Regions from separate parts of the Mus musculus genome. Here region 1 is linked to region 2. A link is a contact called in public ChIA-PET data. All regions are on one chromosome and are shown on one strand. Each heading gives the region's core, a stretch centred on a gene start, on an enhancer-like site or on the middle of the called end of the contact. The rest is flanking DNA. Distances are from core to core; before and after follow the strand shown. Region 1 holds the start of Ybx3 (Y box protein 3). Region 2 has its middle 15 kb from the start of Magohb.

Region 1 (5,907 bases), core at 322-2,821, 110 kb before region 2:
AAGGAGGGTAAATATGTGGGGAAAGAGGGGATTTTAAAAGAACACTTTCATTGGACCAGACACTGAAAACATGTATAACTTAGCCTCTTTTCACAGCCCCTTTGGGACACTATTTTGAGCTGCAGGGGCAAAATGGCCCTATATTCCAGATAGTCTTTGGTACAGGTCTCAGTTCTTTGGTCAAGTGTTAAGCTTCACTCTGTAAAGGGTAATGTGGACTCCTCTGCTGGGAGTGTTTAGAGGTCATCTGCATGTTGTAGGTCTCATCCTAGCGACCAGGAGGACTCTTGTTCCCTTGTCCTTAAAAATGTTCTTAAGCTTGGCAGAGCAGCACACAACTTTAATCTAATCTCAGCCCCAGGAGGAGAGGAGGGCAGAGATGCAGGAGGATCTCTCAGAGGTTAGTATGGCCTGCAGAGCCGGGTTCAAAGACAGCCAGGGCTAACACAGAGAAACCTGTCTCAAACATACATTTTTCGTTTGTTTGTTTTTTGGTTTTACATTTATGGGGGTGGTGGGACCGCATGCTGCTGCCACGGCACATGTATGGAGGTCAGGACAACTTGGAGTTGATTATCTTCTTCCATCTGGTAGGTCCAGGGAAGAAACTCAGGTGGTCAGGTTTGGAGGCAAGCCTTTACCTGCTGAGGCATCTTGCAGGCCTTACTCTGAGTTGCTCAAGCTTTCCCCAGTTTAGTGCTAATTATAGCCAACTCGAGCAAAAGGTATCATGTGGATTTATTCCACTCTTTCAACGTAGGTTATTAAATACATATTAACAGCTTATTATCTGTTGCCTCTGACAGGTGTAAACCCTGCATTTGCAGTCATTCTGGAAGATCTAGATTTTAATTTTCTCACTTGTGGAGTCGCTAAACGAGGCCTTTTGATTTTATAAGAGTAATTGTTTTGTTTTGTTGGGGAGTAGGGGCGGTATTCCGGCGCACGCACATGGCTGTTTGGAGAGAATCTCTTGCAGCCTTCAAACTTCTTTTGCTCATGATGACCTTGAACTGACCCATGCGAGCACTGGATCCTCTAAGCTACATCTCCAACCCCTTGTCTGTTTTTTTTTTTTGTGTGTGTGTGTGTGTTACTACTTGGAAGGAGGGATAGTTGAAAGACAGCCTCAGTAGCCCAAGCTAGGCTACTCTCAATGACATTCCAGCCTCAGCCTCTTGTGTACTAGGAATACTGGAGCGGGCTAACCACAGCTCCCAGGTTACTCTAGTTCCTATCTCAGCGCCCAGAATACTTTCTGGTATCTGCTGGATGTGCAAATGTAAAGGAGGTTTTTTTTTTTGTTTTTGTTTTTGTTTTATTAAGGCGCTGTGGGCCCACTCCACCTCTCAGGAAGCAGGCTCAGGTGAAAGACGTCTTGGGGAGGGTATGTCTCCTCTGCTCCGCGGCGACCTCGCCCGGGTGCCCGCATCCCCGGACTAACCAGCTCCGGGAGCCTTGCCGAGTAGCGCGGGCGCCTTTAAATGCTAATAAGCAGCTACGGCGGCTTTCCCCACCCTCTCTCTCCCCGCCCCGCGTCCGCCTGCCCGCCCGCCGCCCGCGAGCACTTGCGCGGGGCCATCTTCGGGGCCGGGAGATCCAGCGAGACCGCGAGCGCGCGCGTCCCCAGCCCTCGAGCCGCCGCCCGCCGCCGCGCCGCGCGATCCGCACCGGCCTCCCCGAGAGCGAGCCGGACGCCGCGACTGCCACCGCGCTAACCGCCGCCAACCGCCACCGAGGTGCCCGGAGAGAGCGGAGAGGCGGCATGAGCGAGGCGGGCGAGGCCACCACCGGCGGCACCACGCTCCCGCAGGCCGCGGCCGACGCGCCCGCCGCGGCGCCCCCGGACCCCGCGCCTAAGAGCCCGGCGGCCAGCGGCGCGCCCCAGGCCCCGGCGCCCGCCGCGCTGCTCGCGGGGAGCCCCGGCGGAGACGCAGCCCCCGGGCCCGCCCCGGCCTCATCAGCCCCCGCGGGCGGCGAGGACGCGGAGAAGAAAGTTCTCGGTGAGTCCCTGCCTGCAGCCCGGGAGAGACGGCGGGCGAGGATGGACGTGGATGCAGGGCGGGCTGGGACACGTGGGCCAGCTCTGGGGAGTCTTGGCTGTGGGTCGGGAAAGCAGCACGTTTCCTCGGTGGGGAGGAGGGGACACTAGGAAGGCACGAGAGGGGTGACTTGGGAAGATTTTATTGTGTGGTGTATTTTTTTTTTTTACCCCCTAGGCCTGGGAGGGTCAGGTGTCTGTCTCTGACACCCTTCCCTCGTGGGCTTGGGACAGCCGCCATGCTCCTGCGGGCCACATGCCGGCACAGGGATGTTGCAACGCCCCGGGAAACTTGGGGCGGGCACTCGCCTCCCCTTACTGTGCCCACAGATGCAAAGAGCCTCCAGTACCTTCCAATTGCTGCACCATCCCCTCTCCCGCACCGTGGGAACACACGTGGTGTGACGGCCGGGAAAACTTAGTCGGAAGTGGAGTAGGACGAGTGTCCAAAACACTTACGACTTGTTACTGGAGGGAAAGGGAAGGTGGGGACTGGAGATTTCGCGGGGCGCGGGGCAGAGGTTTTATAACTGTGGCTGTTGTATTTTGTCGCACATTTGGGTGTCCTCATCTTCCTTAAGGAACGCCCGGTGTGAGGCCTTCCACAAGCTTGCCTAGCAGGTGGGTGGTGGATAAGCTCCCCGGAGGGTGTGTGCGTGCGCATGTGGTTTGCTATCCGAAACAGGAAAGTTAACAGATGGTGTAGGATGCTTCAGAAATGTTCACTGTTTCTGGGTGGGGCCGATTGGGCTCGCCTGCTCTCTGAGCTTCCTCCCCATTCTAGCGAGAAAGCTGAAGGAATAATTGTGGAAGAAATAGAACACCATTCGGTGTTCCCCACCCCTGACAGTTCTCTGGTTCTTGTTTTCCCAAGGCTTTAAAAACTTGGTTCCTGCCAATTTTTTTTTTCCCCACTCTCACTAAAAAGTTCCTTAAAGGTCTTGTGGGTGTTACATTGTGGCACTTTCTACCAAGATGCTCCTTGGACCATTTCCACACAAAATGAAAGATAGAACCCTGTGTTGCTAGCCGAAGCAGGTTCTTAATGATACCTTACTAAGGGCAGATGGAATCCTACAGGTTTTTACTTGATCCTTGCACTTTTGAGATAAGAAAAGTAGATAATATCTTTGGAGATTGGGGGTGGGAGGTGGGTGGTGGTGGTAGGGCGATAAAGGAAGGTTAATTTCCGCAATCCCCAGCAGTTTAGTTCTGTTTCTGCCAGATACCTGGTGATGAGTCTGATGTCTTTCATCCTGCCACCTCAAAAAGTCCAGACTCAGAAAATGAAGGGCAAGCCTCCACCTGACACTTTGAGCACTGTTTGTCTTTGTCCGATGTGGTCTGCCATCTCCTGTGCCAGGCCGACACACGGATATCCAAAATGTTCTGGACTCAGGACTGACTGAAATGGATATCTTGGACGCTCTCATTCTGGTCTTTGCAAAGGGGCCTTAACTTTGGTTTATACCGTGTAGTCCTTTAGGGAAAACAAGTTTATTCAAGTAAAAAGATCTGGGTAGGCGTATTTTACCAACCAACACCTTCTTGTGTACTTGAATATAGTATTAAAAGTGTGAATGAATTTGTCTGATCATAGATATTTGTACAGTTAGTATTTTTAAAAATAACTTTGAGAAGGAAAGAAACACCATCAACTGTGTGAAAACAGACTTGAGAATCTTGCCCATCTTCCCCCTTCTGCTGTTATCATTGACTTCCCCTCTTTTCTTTGTGTATCTGTTTTGGTTTTGCACTTTTACTTATTTATTTATTTATTTATTTTTGAGATTGGTCACATGAAGTAGCCCAAACTGGCCTTGGCCTCACTCACCTTGTAGCAGAGGATAACCTTTAACTCTTTGTCATCCTGCCTCTATCTCCCAAGGGGCAGGATTACAGGTGTGCACCACCATTACAGGTGTGCACCACCACATTGGGCTTAGTGGTTTTTTTGTATCAGTTTCTTCCAGAGCCTCCATGTGTGTATCTTTATTTATTTGTGTATATCCAGAGTTTTTGAAAGAAACAAAATCCTCTCATGTAAATCCTGATGTAGAGGCCATACCGTTTATCCAAACCGGACTTCCCTGTGTTGACATCTGAAACATCAGTTTTTTTTTTTTTTTTTTTTTTCTCATTTGCTCTGCAGCTCACATTAGATTGGCTTTAAGGCTTAGGAGCTCATCAAGGAAAGCTAAGAGGTTGGTGCAAGCCCATCCTTGCGCCACTCAGAACCACAGTGTCTTCTCACTCAGAGGTAGTAGACCTGGCTTGTCCATTCCTTAGCTTTTCCCTTCTAAGTGTAGTCCTGCCAGGTTTTGGATTTCACTGAGTGTTGATGACTGTCTCATGCACTTCCTTGGTTTAGGCCTATCCATTTCCTGGAGATACTAAATTTGACATTCATCATTGATCCCAGCAGTCCTGTTTGGAGTTTACAAAATTTAGATTCTTTTTCTTAATGAATTTTCAAGTGAGGTACTCTAGAGAAATTACCCATGACAGAGGATAGAAAATAGTAGTCAGTCAACTTTAGCAAATGCCAGAGTTTCCTTCTCAGCTGTTGAAGACAGCAGCAGGTTAACCCCTTGGTGTGAAAAGGGTCTGTTGTGGCCTGTACAGAACTGGGGTGAGACAGCATCAGTTCTGCCATTACTCTGGACTTCTGGCCAGCCCTATTTGGCCACCTGATGACAGTTTCTTTATATCTTTGTAAGTTGATTACTAAGAAGGAGCTACTGTGTTCCTCATTAAAGTTTGCCTAATATTTTAAAGTACTAGAATTGATAAGATGACCCAGCTTACCGGTTCTTTCTCTGTGGCTCTTCCTTTGCACATTGGTAATGTCTGGGTAAATAACTGGAATGTGTTTATGTGTTTTTTTTTTTTCCCTAGTTGATGGTTTGCATTTGTTTTGAGGCGTACACCTGTTGCCTCTTGAATGAATGTGAAGTGCTCTACCAACTGAGCCAAATCCCCGGCCCTGGGAACTTTCTGGAGCTTTTTTGTTTTTAGCCCATGCTGGCTTCAGACTCCTGATCTGTCTGCTTTTACCTCCAAAGTGCTGGATTTATAGGCATACGCAGCTGCCTTTCTCTTGGAATTGAACCTTTACCAGCATGTTTTTCCTCAACTACCTTTCTCAGTTCTAATTCCTGCAGAGTTGTCCAGGCACATGGCCATCCCTTGAGTTCTTGGTAAAAAGTCTGAACAAAAGAAAAGCTCAGGCTTGAAATAATCTCTCTTTATCAGAATTCCACTTTTTTTTTTAGTTTTTATTTTTTTGAATTAAGCCATTAATGGTTTACTCAAAGGTGTTTAGGCTTTGTGTAATGATACCAGGGCCTTAGTGATAGATTTAGCTCTTTGTAGGTCAGGTGCTAACATATCTGCTTAATCCCGCCTTTTAGCCACCAAAGTCCTTGGCACTGTCAAATGGTTCAACGTCAGAAATGGATATGGATTTATAAACCGGTATGTGTCTGCATGTCTTGTACCTACTTTGTAGCAACAGCAGCTACAAATCCATTGTTCCACTTTATTAATGGGTTGTATATATACATTTTGAGATTTCTAAGCATGGTAAATAGTTTTATAATAGTTTTATTTCTAAGCTTTTGGTCATTAAATATTAATATGCATTCCTAGAATATTCATATACTCTAGTGTTTAGGACAGAGATTAGAATTGCAGTCAGAAATGAAAAGAACATTAGGTAGTCCATGTCCATAATTTCACAGATGGAGAAAAAAAGAACCTGGTTAAGCAACTTTACTTAAGGTCACAAACTAGAGAGTAACTGAGCTGGGCTGTGAGCCCTGTTCTGGTCTGCTCCAAGTCCTGTGAGGAAAACAGTGTTTAAA
Region 2 (6,401 bases), core at 3,626-6,125:
TTGTGTAAATGTACCACATTTTCTGTATCCATTCCTCTGTTGAGGGGCATCTCAGTTCTTTCCAGCTTCTGACTATTATAAATAAGACTGCTATGAACATATTGGAGCATGTGTCCTTATTACCCTAGGAGAGGTATTGCTGGATCTTCTGGTAGTATTATGTCCAATTTTCTGAGGAACTGCCAGACTGATTTCCAGAGTGGTTGTACAAGCTTGCAATCCCCACCAGCAATGGAGGAGTATCCCTCTTTCACTACATCCTGGCCAGCATCTGCTCTCACCTGAATTTTTGATCTTAGACATTCTGACTGGTATGAGGTGCGATCTCAGGATTGTTTTGATTTGCATTTTCCAGATGATTAAGTATGTTGAACATTTTTTCAGGTGCTTCTCAGCCATTTGGTATTCCTTAGTTGAGAATTCTTTGTTTAGCTCTGTACCCCATTTTTTAATAGGGTTATTTGATTTTCTGGAGTCCAGGTTCTTGAGTTCTTTATATATCTTGGATAATAGTCCCCTATAGGATTTAGGAATGGTAAAGATCCTTTCTCAATCTGTTGGTGGCCTTTTTGTCTTATTGACAGTATCTTTTGCCTTACAGAAGCTTTGCAATTTTATGAGGTCCCATTTGTCGATTCTTGATCTTCCAGCACAAGCCATTGCTGTTTTGTTCAGGAATTTTTCCCCTGTGCCCATATCTTCGAGTCTTTTCCCCACTTTCTCCTCTATAAGTTTTAGTGTCTCTGGTTTTGTGTGGAGTTTCTAATCCACTTAGACTTGAGCTTTGTACAAGGAGATAAGGATGGATCAATTCGCATTCTTCTACATGATAACTGCCAGTTGAGCCAGCACCATTTGTTGAAAATGCTGTCTTTTTTTCCACTGGATGGTTTTAGCTCCTTTGTCAAAGATCAAGTGACCATAGGTGTGTGGGTTCATTTCTGGGTCTTCAATTCTATTCCATTGATCTGTCTGTCACTGTCCCTGTACTATGCAGTTTTTATCACAATTCCTATGTAGTACAGCTTGAGGTCAGGCATGGTGATTCCACCAGATGTTGTTTTATTGTTGAGAATAGTTTTTCCTATCCCAGGTTTTTTGTTATTCCAGATGAATTTGCAAATTGCTCTTTCTAACTCAGTGAAAAATTGAGTTGAAATTTTGATTGGGATTTCATTGAATCTGTAGATTGCTTTTGACAAGATAGACATTTTTACTATATTGATCCTGCCAATCCATGAGCATGGGAGATCTTTCCATCTTCTGAGATCTTCTTTAATTTTTTTTCTTCAAAGACTTGATGTTCTTATCATACAGATCTTTCAATTCCTTCGTTAGAGTCACACCAAATTATTTTATATTATTTGTGACTATTGTGAAGGGTATTGTTTCCCTAATTTCTTTCTCAGTCTGTTTATCCTGTGAGTAGAGAATGGCCAGTGATTTGAGTTAATTTTATATCCAGCTACTGCACTGAAGCTGTTTATGAGGCTTAGGAGTTCCCTGGTGGAATTTTTAGTCACATATATACTATCATATCAATACTATCATATCATCTGCAAATAGTGTTATTTTGACTTCTTCTTTTTCAATTTGTATCCCCTTGATTTCCTTTTGTTGTCTAATTGCTCTGGCTAGGACTTCAAGTACTATATTGTCTAGGTAGGGAGAAAGTGGGCAGCCTTGTCTAGTCCCTGATTTTAGCGGGATTGCTTCAAGTTTCTCTTCATTTAGTTTGATGTTGGCTGCTAGTTTGGTGTAGATTGCTTTTATTATGCTTAGGTATGGGCCTTGAATTCCTGATCTTTCCAAAACGTTTTTCATGAATGGGTGTTGGATATTGTCAAATGCTTTCTCAGCATCTAACAAGATGATCATGTGGTTTTTGTCTTTGAGTTTGTTTATATAGTGGACTACGTTGATGGGTTTCTGTATATTAAACCATCCCTGCATTCCTGGGATGAAGCCTACTTGATTATGATGGATGATCGTTTTGATGTGTTCTTGGATTCGTTTTTTAAGAATTTTATTGAGTATTTTTGCATCGATATTCATAAGGGAATTTGGTCTGAAATTCTCTTTTTCTTTTGGGTCATTAAATGGTTTAGGTATCAGAGTAATTGTGACTTCATAGAATGAATTGGGTAGAGTACCTTCTGTTTCTATTTTGTGGAATAGTTTTAGGAGAATTGGAATTAGGTCTTCTTTGAAGGCCTGATAGAACTCTGCACTGAACCCATTAGTTCTGGGCTTTTTTTTTTTTTTTTTGGTTGGGAGACTGTTTAGATTGTTAATCTGATCCTGATTTAACTTTGGTACCTGGTGTCTGACTAAGAAATTGTCCATGTCTTCCAGGTTTTCTACTTTTGTTGAGTATAGCCTTTTGTAGTAGGACCTGATGATGTTTTGGATTTCCTCATGTTCTCTTGTTATGTCTCCTTTTTCATTTCTGATTTTGTTAATTAGGATACTGTCCCTGTGACCTCTAGTTAGTCTGGCTAAGGGTTTAATCTATCTTGTTGATTTTTTAAAAGAATCAGCTCCTGGTTTGGTTGAATCTTTGTATAGTTCTTTTTGTTTACACTTGGTTTCTTGCAGTCTACTTCTCTTGGTTGAATTTGCTTCCTTTTGTTCTATCACTTTTAGGTGTGCTGTCAAGCTGCTAGTGTTTGCTCTTTCTAGTTTCTTTTTGGAGGCTCTAAGAGCTTTGAGTTTTCCATTTAGGAATGCTTTCATTGTGTCCCATAAGTTTGGGTATGTTGTGGCTTCATTTTCATTAAACTCTTAAAAAGTGTTTAATTTCTTTCTTTATTTCTTCCTTGACCAAGTTATCATTAAGTAGAGTGATGTTCAACTTCCAGATCAATGTTGGATTTCTGATATTTATTTTTTTTATTAAAGATCAGTCTTAGTCTGTGGTGATCTGATAGAATGCATGTGATAATTTCAATATTTTGTATCTGTTGAGGCCTGTTTTGTGACCAATTATTTGGTCAATTTTGGAGACGGTAACATGAGGTGCTGAGAAGACGGTATATCCTTTTGTTTCATGATAAAATATCCTGTAGGTATTGCTTAATCCATTTGTTTCATAACTTTGGTTAGTTTCACTGTGTCTCTGTTTAGTTTCTGTTCCCAGGATCTGTCTATTTGTGAGAGTTGGGTGTTGAAGTCTCCCACTATTATTGTGTGAGGTGCAATGTGTGCTTTGAGCTTTAGTAGAGTTTCTTTAATGAATGTGGTTGCCCTTGCATTTGGAGCATAGATATTCAGAATTGAGAGTTCATCTTGGAAGATTTTACCTTTGATGAGTTACAAAGTGCCCCTCCTTGTCGGTTTTGATAATTTTGGGTTGGAAGTCGATTTTATTTGGTATTAGAATGGCTACTCCAGCTTGTTTGCTTGGACAGTTTGTTTGGAAAATAGTTTTCCAGCCTTTTACTTTGAGGAATTGTCTGTCTTTGTCCCTGAGGTGGGACCTGAAACCCTTCTTAAGGTCCCATTATTCTTATTGAGTTTCTGAAGCATCTTTCTAATTTCCTCAGACTCAATGTTTTAGGTTCAGCAGGGACTATTTGGGTTGGGTATAATTCGGAGAGTTAGAACAGTTGTGATTATAAATTCGGATACATATCGGGTGGTTTTGGGCCCAGGATATCTCAAAGTAGAGCTCTTTGTTGTTTTCTTAAGAGCTGTGAAGTTTACCGTATTTCAGTGTTGTTTAAGTTCCACCTTAAACCAGAAGTACCAAGAGGTGGGACTCTGACCAGGACCAGCCAGTCCTTGAAGTGAAGCCAGTGAGTAAGTCATCCTTTCCTCAGGCTGGTAGCTACTCCAGTGTCCCTCTCCTCAGCCTGGAATAGGAAGAGCCGCCTGCAGCTGTGCACTGAGGTCTGAGGATCTGACTGGAAGGTTTGAAATTGGGTTTAGGGTTGTGTCTGTCTCAACATAAGGAGTGGGCAGTTGTGGCTTCACAAATAAAGACTGTTACAGCAAAGCAGCTGGAAATGAATATATATTTGTGTGTATATGTTCAGGTTTCTTTCCCCACAAAAATAAGAAGAAAAACTTCAGGGAAACAAAATCTTCAAGCTTCTCATCTAACTTTTATTATCTGGTTAAGTTCAATACTTCCTGTTTTGTGCTGCCCTTTGGTCAAAAAAAACCAAAAAGACAAAACAAAACAAAACAAAACAAAAAAAAAACCACAGTAGGAATGTCAGTCAGTGATAACTGTGCTCCTTAGCAGTTTACATTTCCCTAGAAGTTCAGAGCTTAGTAGTACATAGCTCAGAGGAAGCTGCTCACCTTTGGATTTACAGCTATGGGCATGCTTCTGTCTGTACAGAATCAAAAAGGTCACCCATTCTGTGTTCAGTTTCTGTTAACTACCCTCCTCCTTCATCAAGTGCACTGGTAGGCACTCCATCTCCTGTTCATGCTGTGGCCACAGTAATGAACAAACAGCTCTGGAGTTCTTGCTCACAGTCTTTGCATCATGTTAGAGGAGGCAAACAATATGCAGAAAGCACAAAGAATTGTGCCCTGAGCATGTGGTTCACCTCTGTGGTAAGGATCACACCCTCTCAGCAGAGATAAGAATGCACAACGGTCTCAGCACTATTAATATTTCTGGGGACATTGTAACATAAACCCCGGAATCCGAGCCAGGGAATGTCAATTTTCTAGAGCAGCAGTGGCTTACAGCTGTAACGTGAGGGCTAAAGTTATGTTAAGAGATCTATAAAGCAAAATTGGCTCTAACTTGTAAACCTCACTTACTCAAAGATAGAGAACTTCCTGGAAGGTTGTGAGCAGTTTTTTTCACATCTGTAAACTAAGTTGGTTTGCCTCAACTTCGTAGGATGTGCTTGATGACATGCAGGCAGGAGGTATTTAGACAGGAAGGATGTCAAGATGTATGCTTGCCCCCATTGGACAAAGTCGCGAAGGACTTAGCCTTGTGGGGTTTGCCTTTTTAAGCACACGACTAATGTACTTTGTGTCCATTTTCTGGGAATCTTTGATGTGGTGGCCTTCATATAACCACCCTTATCAGTATTTTAATAAAGTCTGGCTTCACAATTGTGGCAGTAGTCTTATCTTTGCCAGCTGGGATTAACAGCAGGTCTCTCAGTTCCTCCCCGTTATTCAGGTACTCTCCCTGTCCTGTTCTTGCAAACACCTGCACTCTGACAAGTTTTGGCAGAAAACCTAGCTCATCATCTTAGAGAAGCTTCTGGAGGCTAGTATGCTCAAAAAAAGTTCTCTTGAAACCCAAGAGCCTCTGTCTATAATCCTGATTGCAATTACTCTAAACCTAGGAAGTAGGTGACACACTCTTGGTGACCATGTGAAAACACAGGTCTGAAGAGTCAGTGTTTTGCTCAAAATTATATGCTAAGGAAATATTGGAATCTTGGGCAGCAAATAATAACATTGAATGTTGAATGCAACGAACTATCCATTTGTCAGGTTATGACTGAATATTTTGTGAAGCTTGGCTTGGCACATACTTTTAACCCCATCACTTGGTGTAGGAGGAATGAGTCTGTATACCTTGACTGGCAGCCCATCATGACCCATGCATGCACAATAGCTGCATCTGCATTTTATAACTTTAAGATCTACCTGGCACATGGAGACACATGACCTCATGACCTGGACAAGGGACAAGTGGTCATGGACCAAAGGGGTATGGGTGGAGGATATAAAGACACAGCCTGATCCGGCTATAAATGAGTCTGCTTCTGCTTCTCACCTGCCGTTTGGAGTCTACATTGTTGAATCTGTTCCTTCTTACTCTCTACCCCCGAGGATCATCCCAAGGGGCTGAGGGCTAGGGCAACACCTTGGAAGACAAAAGCAGGTGATCTAGGTGAGTTTGAGGTCGACCAGGTTTATGTAGTGAGTTCCAGGTCAGCCAGGGATACATAGTGAGACCCTTTCTCAAATGCAACAAAACAAAAGGCTATTTGTGCATTTCATTTAACCTTCACAGCAACCCTGAAGAGAACTGGCTCTTCTGCTTTACTGTGGTCAAAGCATGAGAATCATGGGACTTCCACGAAGTGATAGGAGCTCAAATTAATGTTTCCTCTCACATACCCCCAGCTCCCAGACTCACGCTTGGTAGCAAGCTTAAAACCCAGGGCTTTCTGAGTCCACATTGTATACATATTCTGTGCATTCATTAGGTTTTATTTATAGGTCCAAAGTTAGTTATACGGTATCCCTAAATAAATCAGCTGACTTTTTCAATTTTTCCTTTGGAAAACTTTGACAACACAAGCATCTCCTGTACCCTGGACACTGAAGTACTGGTCTCTTTTTTTCAGCACTATAGCTCCTCCACCCCTGCTTCCCATCTCTAAGTGTGTGTGTGTGTGTGTGTGTGTGTG

What was found. ChIA-PET counts read pairs in DNA pulled down with a chosen protein or histone mark.
Region 1: a contact with region 2 is called in an RNA polymerase II ChIA-PET map of effector CD8 T cells, with 12 read pairs. The contact joins the promoter of Ybx3 here to the enhancer-like site in region 2. A contact is called at or near these places in 8 of 39 promoter capture datasets (the C10 cell line, cranial neural crest, embryonic stem cells and 5 more), 1 of 15 datasets of contacts at CTCF or cohesin (CD8 T cells), 3 of 115 datasets of contacts at active chromatin or transcription factors (CD8 T cells, effector CD8 T cells and embryonic stem cells) and 3 of 9 other capture datasets (adipose tissue, liver and pancreatic islet).

The regions. Positions count from the first base shown.
Region 1 is chr6:131,384,114-131,390,020 of GRCm38.p6, reverse strand. Ybx3 (Y box protein 3) reads left to right here and starts at 1,571. Exons shown (of 10, transcript NM_139117.2): 1 at 1,571-2,003; 2 at 5,455-5,518. The coding sequence starts at 1,766.
Region 2 is chr6:131,275,030-131,281,430 of GRCm38.p6, reverse strand. No RefSeq gene overlaps it. Among named protein-coding and RNA genes, the nearest start is that of Magohb, 15 kb to the left of the region's middle. Within about 2 kb of position 4,875, at least 17 of the 459 cell types and tissues checked have an H3K27ac peak or open chromatin away from gene starts, as enhancers often do. A contact at or near this core is called in CD8 T cells and effector CD8 T cells, where this site is marked.